2 separate regions of the Zea mays genome follow, and region 2 is linked to region 1. A link is a contact called in public Hi-C data. All regions are on one chromosome and are shown on one strand. Each heading gives the region's core, a stretch centred on a gene start, on an enhancer-like site or on the middle of the called end of the contact. The rest is flanking DNA. Distances are from core to core; before and after follow the strand shown. Region 1 has its middle 36 kb from the start of LOC100278408. Region 2 holds the start of LOC100278408.

Evidence for each region. Hi-C and Micro-C count contacts between places; a contact is called where the count stands out from the background.
Region 2: a contact with region 1 is called in a Hi-C map of ear, with 1.9 times the contacts expected there. The contact joins the promoter of LOC100278408 here to the enhancer-like site in region 1. A contact is called at or near these places in 5 of 25 Hi-C or Micro-C datasets (ear, leaf and tassel).

Annotation. Positions count from the first base shown.
Region 1 is chr3:178,366,518-178,371,275 of Zm-B73-REFERENCE-NAM-5.0, reverse strand. No RefSeq gene overlaps it. Among protein-coding and RNA genes, the nearest start is that of LOC100278408, 36 kb to the left of the region's middle. Within about 2 kb of position 3,440, at least 20 of the 20 cell types and tissues checked have an H3K27ac peak or open chromatin away from gene starts, as enhancers often do. A contact at or near this core is called in ear, leaf and tassel, where this site is marked.
Region 2 is chr3:178,403,110-178,407,523 of Zm-B73-REFERENCE-NAM-5.0, reverse strand. It overlaps LOC100278408, which reads right to left and starts at 2,641. Exons shown (of 13, transcript NM_001374044.1): 1 at 2,453-2,641; 2 at 1,805-2,331; 3 at 347-669; 4 at 94-186. The coding sequence starts at 2,137.

The DNA of each region.
Region 1 (4,758 bases), core at 2,191-4,690:
TGGAGCCGACCGGAGTGTCGGTGGCCGTTGCAGGCCCTCCACCACCGTCGCCCTGAGTAGAGCTTAGATCGACCAGAGCAGAGGTTAGATCGATACCGAGCAAGGCAGCAGCATCTGCCTGGATGTCATCTTCGTCATTTGGGACAAGCCCTGCCACGCGAAGGTCGTCGTTGCCGGTGAGCGGATTGACATCGCCATCATCCGCCATGGCGACCTTCACCGCGGACGACCGATCTCCAGCACCGTTCCTCAACGGTGCACGTAGTCGACGTGCCCGATCTACCCCAGAGGAGGAAGACGAGGCATCAGCAACTGACCTACACAAAAGAGCAAAACAATACATGGTTAGTTAGGGTTTAGAAACGATGCAAGTGAGATCTAGGGTTAGGGTTTACCTGTGCTACTGGAGCCCGATGCCGGAGAATACGGGGGCCACCCAGACGACAGACATACACCGATTAGAGACGTCGACGAGAGGAGGGCCGGAGGGGAGGACTAGACGACAACACGAACTCACATAGTTCACCGAGAGAGAGGGGATAGGATAGGGGAGAGGGTAGAGAGGAGCTGGTGCTGGATCGAGGTCACCGGTGTCGAGGGCGGGCGCCGAGGTCGCTGGATCGGTGCGGAGCCGCGACGGAGGAGCCGAGATGGAAATCGCCAAGTCGGGGAGAGAGAGGGAGGTCGAGTCAAGTGCGAGTGGCCGAGTGAGAGATCGACGTCATAAAGTTTTTAAGCCTGCGTTCTCATTGGCGAAACCACTAGGAGGCAACCATGAAAGCGGTTTCTATGTTTCGATCGAACCAACACAGCTTTACGCTTCTTTCCAACTCTACCCACGCTTCGGGTTCGCACTTACTTTACGCCTTACCGAACTTGGGCTTAGTTCAGCCAGCTTCGTAACATGCCTGCTCAAAGTGAGTAGTTGGAAGTTCCTGTAAGCATCTTCCCATGAATTGACGTATATAAGCGTAGTTATCAGGTACGCCGTGAGCTGGATTCTATCCCCGAGGATAGAGATTGATGGGTAATAGTTTTGATAGAAAACTCGTATGTTAAGTTCTCTAGTTGATGTGATACAGCTCGATTCATCATTGATGTGAGTGAGGGGGTGGGAAATCGATGGGCCTGTATCGGGCTGGCCCTGTGGGAGCAGGCCGTGCCGTGCCGTCCCACGTGCCTGGCTTTCGCCCTAGGCACAAACTGCTCCATTGGGTCGTGCTAGCCTGGACCCATCACTCCTGTACCGCGTCGGACATGGACGGGGCCAAAAAAGAGCCTCAGGCTCGTGCTTTATGTACAACTATAGCTGAATCTTGGACTCGCCCATGCACCCGGTCTGTTACCATAAAAATCCTAATACCGAAAAGAACTCGAGTGTGGTTACCTCAGCCGCGGTAAATCTAGAGTCCCCCGTTGTCGTGACACAGATACTCCTAGTATGCGAAGGTTTCCGCTCAAGTATAAGGCCCCCTTTGGTAGGGCTTATTTTTCAGCTTCGGCTCTGGCTCATGCAAAAGTTGTGCCAAACACCTCTTTTTCAAATGGCTTCACCAGTGAAGTGCTTTTCCAAAATGAACTAGAGGGCATGAGCCAAAAAAAGTGGCTCACCCGGCTTCAGCTCACGTCATTTTTGCACAATAGCCCTCCCACCAGTCCAAATTATTATTTTTTGGTCCTGCCCTCAATCCCTAGCCACGTACAGGAGAGATATACATATACAAGGGTCTTTCTGAAAAACAACCTATAAGCCGTTTTGCCAAATGATTTTTTAGAATAGCTTTGGCTCATCTAAAGAAGTGGTTTCACCTCGTGAGCGAGAGCTAAATCTGTTTTTGGAGAAGCGAGAGCCCTGCCAAAGGGCCCTAAATCCCTGCACCGCACAAGGCTGTTTCCCGGATGGAGCAGCTAGGCTAGCTCCCGTCCACGTCTGACGTCTCATAGAAACTAACAAAACGGAGAAAAAAACAAATGAACGGCGGACCCTAGACAGACAGACAAGACAACGCCCCTTCCTTGGACCAATGATGGCAACCGGCTGCTACAAATCCGCAAGAACAGACAGCCCGTTTGAAGCGGTCGTCCTCCGCCGAGCCCTTTGAGGCCCTGTTTTGCGTCTTGATTAAAGGAATTGAAACGAATAAATCCTCTTCTATTTAGGCCCTGTTTGGGATAGCTCCAGCTCTAGAAAATTTGGTGAAGTTGGTGGAGCAGGTCATTAGGTGCTCCAGAAAATTGTGGAGCTGGAGCTGTAAGCCTTTTGAAGACAATTGTATAAGTCATTTTCTTTATTATTTATATTAAAAATATTTATAAAACTATTTAAATTGATATTATAAACTACAACTCCACACTGGAGCTAGAACCTAGATCCATCCCAAACACCCATTTAGTAGTGTCCGTGTTTAAGATACTCTAGGTTCTAGCTCCAGTGTAAAGATAAAGTTTATAATATCAATTTAATTAGTTTAAAAATATTTTTTTATTTAACTAATAAATATAGATTTATCTAAATGTTTCTAAAGTATTACAGTCCTAGTTATAGATTTTTTGAGGCACCTAATGATCTGCTCCATTAACTTTAATAAATTTTTTTAGAGTTAGAGCTATCCTAAATAGAACCTTAATCCACTTAATGTCAAATTATGCTTCATCGGATCCCGACACAACCAAACAAGTCCTAAATCAATAGTGGGCCACTCGGCACAGCGACCGGCTCCCGGCGGGGGGCGAGGAGGCGGAAGGCTAGCACATCATGTCAATATGTCATACTCCTATCCTATATTCCTATGTCCGTCCGTCCAACCACGCCGCGCGCACGGCTCAGGGCGAATAGGATCGACAGTCTATTCGCTGCGCTTATTCCAAAACGGCTATAGTATTTTTGTCACAGACTGTGTGTTAAAGTCACAGCGAACATGCGAATTATTGTTGGTTTCCGTGTCAGCGCAACCGAGTCCAAGCCTGTACTCGGCGACGGATCCCGGCCGGTTCGCGATCGTGACGCGCGCGCGATTTGACGGGCTTCGTTAGACTTGGATCGATAGGTCGTTCGCTGGACGCTGGTGGCGGTGGCGCTGCGAGCCGAGGAGTGGTCGGCACTCGGCAGCGCGTCGCCGGTGGCCGTGGGCCTTGGGCGGCGCGGACCGATGATGGAAACGGGGTGCGAACGCGCGAGAGACCGCGCGGCGTACGTACTACTACGTGAGCGTGGGGGGCAGGTGCCCGGCCGGAATCCTCCCCTCCTCTCCGTGCAGGCCGAACACGGGCTACTGGCCGCCGGCGGCCGGTTGGCTTGGCTGCATGCTGGTCATCCGCCTGCGCGCACTTGTACTTGCAGACGGAGCCACGAAGGCTCCACACGGAGCAAATTCGCGGTAGCATGCTGTGACTTGAGACAACACGAGACATGGCCCACTTACTGTGTATGTGTAGCCGAGAGGAAATGGTGCCTGCCTGCCACGACTCGTTCCACGCACGCGTACGTGCCCCTGCCCCCAAGCCCAAGGCCATGGGGGCCAGAAAACGACGAGACGACGCTTCTCTTTTCTCCATGCCTGCTGCAGTGCATGTGCAGTACTGCAGTGCAGTTCTCTTCCTCCGGTCCTCTATCTAGTAGTCGCCAACAAACGCTCTACGCCGCCTGGGGAAATTCGTGGCCCGGCCGGACCGGCAGACACAGACAGGTCATGCCATCTTTTCCCATGCATGGACGTACTTTTCGAATAAGTTCACACATGGACGTACTTGCACGTTAGAACTTGGAATTCAGGCGACAACAAAACAACGACCACCGCCACCCAGAATTCTCTGAAAAGATATTACAATTTATTTGTGGAGACCTCGAGTGGCTCGCCTCCATGGCGTTCCCCGTCGTTTAGCTCATTCTCCAGGCATGTTTGTTTCCTTTTAGATTATGTAAACTTGATTATAGTGCAAGCAGAGACAAACCTATGTAGGTCTTAGGGCCTAGCTAGGCCCCCACTCATTCCTCTTTGTAAGTAGTAGAGTCTGAATTTTTAATATGTTCTCTACTCAAGGCCACTTAGATGTCCTCATTTTGGTAGCCATCCTTACAAGTATGCCATCACTCTTATTTTGTTCTGAATCCGTCCCTGAGTAGAAGGGTAGAAGGATAAAATATTAATTTAGGACCACAAATAAGCTTGTAGTTCTAAAGTGATATTTTACCCTCCTATTCTTCCACCATAATCCAACTTATATAATCTAGGAGAGAAACAAACATCCCCTCAGGATTTTTGGAAGTTAGGATACTAGAGGAAATTTGAGGGGCTAAAATATCTTGTTATTCAAAATTAAATAGCAAAGTGATTTTAGACCCTTCAATCCTCCTCGTATTTTCCTCCCAAACAAGTCCTCAATGGTAATTTTATTCCACTATTTTCAATGTTTATCATGCCAATATAAGTAAGATAAAATAAACTAAAAAAGAATAAAACAATACATTCTTTCAATTAAGAGGTTATGACACAGTTTCATGCACAGGGCTCGCCTCCATGGTGTCCCCTTCGTTTATGGTTGCATTAGACGACCCAATCGTGTAATCCAACAAATATTTTGAGGTGGCAACACGAACAAAAAGTAAATATCCTAGGCAAACAAGGTGGGTAGCTGTTTTTGTTATTGGTAGGCTATGACCAGCAAATCGTGTATATGGCCGTCCAAAACATTGTTTGTACTTATTATTTTAGGGTGGAGTTTAACATAAAAATAATAATGAGTAAGATATTGGAGATA
Region 2 (4,414 bases), core at 1,392-3,891, 37 kb before region 1:
GAAAGAGTTTGATGGCATAAAAGCGCTGAGTTAATTTTTAATACCCTAAAATCTTTGTCTCTATAGGTTGCAAGGGCTCAAAGTGAATTTTACTTATCAAAGTAGCGGTCCAAGTTGTGCCACTGAGGATCCTTGCAACGATTTCCAAAGCGAACAACTTCTGTAGAGAACACTTTCAACTCTTCCCTGTTGGACCAAATAAAAACTTCAGGTAACTACAAGCATATAAAAACAAGTTGAAGTACATTTCTTCTATATAACCAGGTTGATGCTAGATAAATAAAATAAACAAATGGTTCAGACAATTGTTATAGTTTATAAAAAGAATCAGAGATTATTCACTAACCTTTTGTCAGCAGCAGCAATCTTGAGTAACTCATCCATATCTTTGGATATAAGATTCTGAACACCTTCAGAGTGAAGCACTGTTTCTTTTAAATGTTTTATGCTATCTTTTGAAAGGGCGCGCATTAGACTGCAACCTTTGACTATGGTATTGGCAACCTCAAATGCTAAAATAGATATTTTGTTCCCCTTTGTTGCAGTGCCTGATCCAAAACTACTTATATTCAAATTTGTCATGCTACTGCCAAGTGTGTCAAGCACTTCCACTGCTTTTCCAAGGCCAGCAGTACTAGCTCTACCCAGAATTGAGCTTACTTCCGAAACCTATTTCAACAAGGAAATAGAACATCAAACATGGCATAGGGTCTAGCAATCTCTCTGACCGAGCAGAATTTTTGAACATTTCATGGACAAATAGTTAAGGGTGAACATTTCAATTTAGCAACGATAAAAGTTCATCTTTCATAGGTTTAGCATAGCAAACCATTTTATGAATGGCTGGAAGTCATAAAGCTATAGTAGTGTGGCAATAAATAGGAAAAGCTACAACAATATTCTGGCAAAGTAATAAGAATGCAGGTGAAAACAGCATAAACTGCATTGCATTTGTAGGATGTGCACTCTCAATCACCCACAACTGTGCAGCAGTTCCCTTCCCACACAACACTCTAAAAAAGCCCTCTTAGCCGATTAATAGTTCATGTTGGTGAAATAGCCGAACATATGTGTTCCTATCCAAGGACAAATCTTTAGGTATATTCCATCCTTTCAAGTCCTCTTTTTCTTCCTCCCCCAATATCAAAGGATCCCTCTATGCACCAGTAGGGTCTTTGTTTGAAAGTCCAAACCATCTGAACTGGTGTTGGACAAGATTTTCTTCAGTTGGCAGTACCAGTAGCCCATATGTTGAAGTTAAGTGAAATGGCCGCCTTTCCCCATTACCTTAAACTTTTTGGTTGAATAGGTCAGTACCAGGGTCAAATATCTCGATTCTCGAGTTCGAATCCTGGCAGACGCAATTAAATACTCCTATTAAGTATGAATTAATTGCCCGTCTTTCCTCATCATCGTAAGCACTCAAGATTTTATTCAGTTGGGTTCAATTGGTTAGTTCTTGGTCCTTTCTTGTGTGACCATAAATCCAAAGCAACATACACATTCATTATAGCAGAGAATAACAAATTCCTTGCTGCCAAGCACTCAAGGAAAACTTATTAAAATTCACGCAAAGATGTTGGTAGATCATCCTCTAGTTCAAGATGTCAAAATGTCATGAAAAGGCTAATGCTACAGAAAAAGAAAGCTCAAAATTCCCATGAGAAAAGTGCACTAATCCCTAAGCAACATTATCAGCACGAACAAATTACACTGATATAAAAAACAATTCAGTTTTTTAACAGACGAGGCAAGAAATGATTGATTCAGCAATAATGCATTAAAGTAAGTACTGAAAACTTGCCTTATTCGCCACACCCATCCCCGACTTCTGAGATGGCAACCGTGCCAGTGGTGGCACCCCATCCCATGGTGCTGCAGTGTTATCCGCGGTAGCTCCAGGCACTGCCGTTTGCGACACCGATACAGGCAGTGGTGGCGCTGCTGGCTGCTGCTGCTGCTGCTGCTGTTGATGTTGCTCTTCTTGCATCCTCTTGGCAGCAGCCTCCCCCACCACAGCTTTCTTCTCCTCCTTCACCACTAGACGGTCATGGCGGTCAACCTCCCGGCCGGGGCCGAGCGTAGTGTCGCTGGGTGACTTGTCCACCGCCGACCCCTTGGAGCAAAAGCCCCCCATTTCGTTGCTCCCTCTTCAACCAAACCCTAGGCCCTCAGTGCCCACCGGCGGCTCTCACCTCCCACGCACCGAAACATTCCTGATCCCCGCGCCGCCGGCTCCCATCCGTACCAAACCTATCCAAGCGAAAATGAACCAGCTCGGAACGAAGGTCGCGACCGCAGTACTACACTCCAACCGGCGAAGCCGCTCACCTGCAGAAGCCATGAGAACAGCGCCAAGTCAGAAGAGAGGCGCGGAATTTCCGCGCAAAAAGTAAAGAGATTTTCTCCACACGAACGCATTTTCACCAGAAATTGGCGCAAGGGAACGCACCTGCGGCGGGTGGATCGGCGAGGCGGGACGAAATCGGGCGCAGAGGCCCTAACCTCTGGAAGGGGATCGGTGGATTTGAGGGAAGTGATGAGGCCGATGGGCAGGGTGGGTGAGCTTCGTTCTTCTTTTTGCCTTGTTGGAGGGTACAGCAGTAGCCGGGCAAGGAGGGTCCAACAGCGGAACTGCGGCAGGGAGGGTCCAGCCCACTGCAGACTCCACGACCACGGTGACCAACTGCCGCTGCCCGCTGCTATTGCCACACGCAGGAGGCGCACGCACAGGCACAGGAACAGGCACATCAGCGGGCGCTCATAAATTAACGCGGTTTCGCGGCGGCCGTGTTGCCGTCCGTGTCTACGCAGTTATTAGGTACAGTGGTGTTTAATGTATAATCTTTTGAGCTGTCTAAAATTGTATTTGTAAAAAAAATGGAGCCATCTTTTTTGTGAAGAGATATCTCTGAATTGTAGCTTAAATAGTAACAGATGTCTTACTTCCACTGTACGAATTTGTTGTCTGTTCAATCGATTCGATGTTATACAAACGCATTTACTTTTATATTTATTAATAGGCTACATTTATAGACACTCCATTGTATAATAGAGTATCTTAGTTACCTCTTGTGTTTGAAGAGCCGTTTTGGTGTCTCTCTACTATACATGTCCTTAGAGGTTTATCGATAGCAATTGCATCAATCATAAATGGGTGTTTAGTTTCTAGGCAATAATTTGTAGTTTCTCTAGTTTATTTTGGTTTAGTTTTTAAATTGCAAAATACGGAAACTAAAAAAATATTTTAATTTATGTATTTGATAATTTAGAAACTAAAATAAAATAGGATGCAAGAGCTAAAAAAATAGTTACTAAAAACCCAATACCCCTAATTTTCACAACGTATAACATGTTTGCTTTGGATGCAAATAAACTCGCAAATATTTCCTTTTTCGTGGATTGTTTAATTAAACGGAGAGGCGGGAGTTAAAAAAAACGAGCTTGAGCAAACAGCGAGAAGCTATTAGCTAGTCGTGTTGATTTGCGTCTACGTTATTTTAACACTTAGGTAGTGTTTGGTTGAGGAGCCAAATAGAACGGAGTCGTTTCATCCCTGATTTTAGGAACAGAGCCGCTCTGTTCTGTGTTTGGTAATCTGGAACGGAGCGGTTCTGTTTTTTGTTTGGTTGCAGAGTGAACGGAACGGAGCGTGACTGTGAGAGCGGGATTGGAACGGAGCGGCTCCGTCCCATTGATTTTTTGGAGCGGAATGGTTCTGGATCTGAGGAGAATATTCTCTAATTGGAGCCATTCTATTCTAATTACTTTGTAACCAAACAACAACAAAACTTGAACAGAACGGTTCCGTTCTACTTGGCTCTTCAACCAAACACTACCTTACTTGCTGGTGTTTCCTTGTTAGCATGTCATGTGCAGCGATGACTTGAATTGTCCAATATAATAGATTTCTTTGACTAGCACTTAGGTTAATAGTACACCGAAAATATACTAGCTCATAACCTCATGTGATAGTGTAAGAAATATGTGCAAGCATCGCGTGACATGCAATTTTGCAAAACTTTTATCATATATACTTACTATGTTCTTTTTTATTTATCATGTTTTAGTTTAAATATAAATTAGCGGACGACAAATATTCTCGAAAACTAAGGTAGTACCGTAGTAGTATGCAGAACCGCCACTTGCATGAGTTGTTGAAGATTAATCCAGTGCAGTGAACCAAAGCATTGTTTTCTCCATTTATCATGATTAAACCATATGAACACATGCATGTGAGTAGTAGTAGCAGCAACAGCTAGGTTGGAGTGTTGGTGCAAGCAAACCTAAACCACCACGCATGGACTTGCAGCAGCACTAGGGAACAACACTCCAGTTAGTGTGTGGAGCTAGATCATGTGGCCAGGAGATCGAGCAGGGGTGCTAATCTATGGCTTAGCCAAAAAAAACAGGC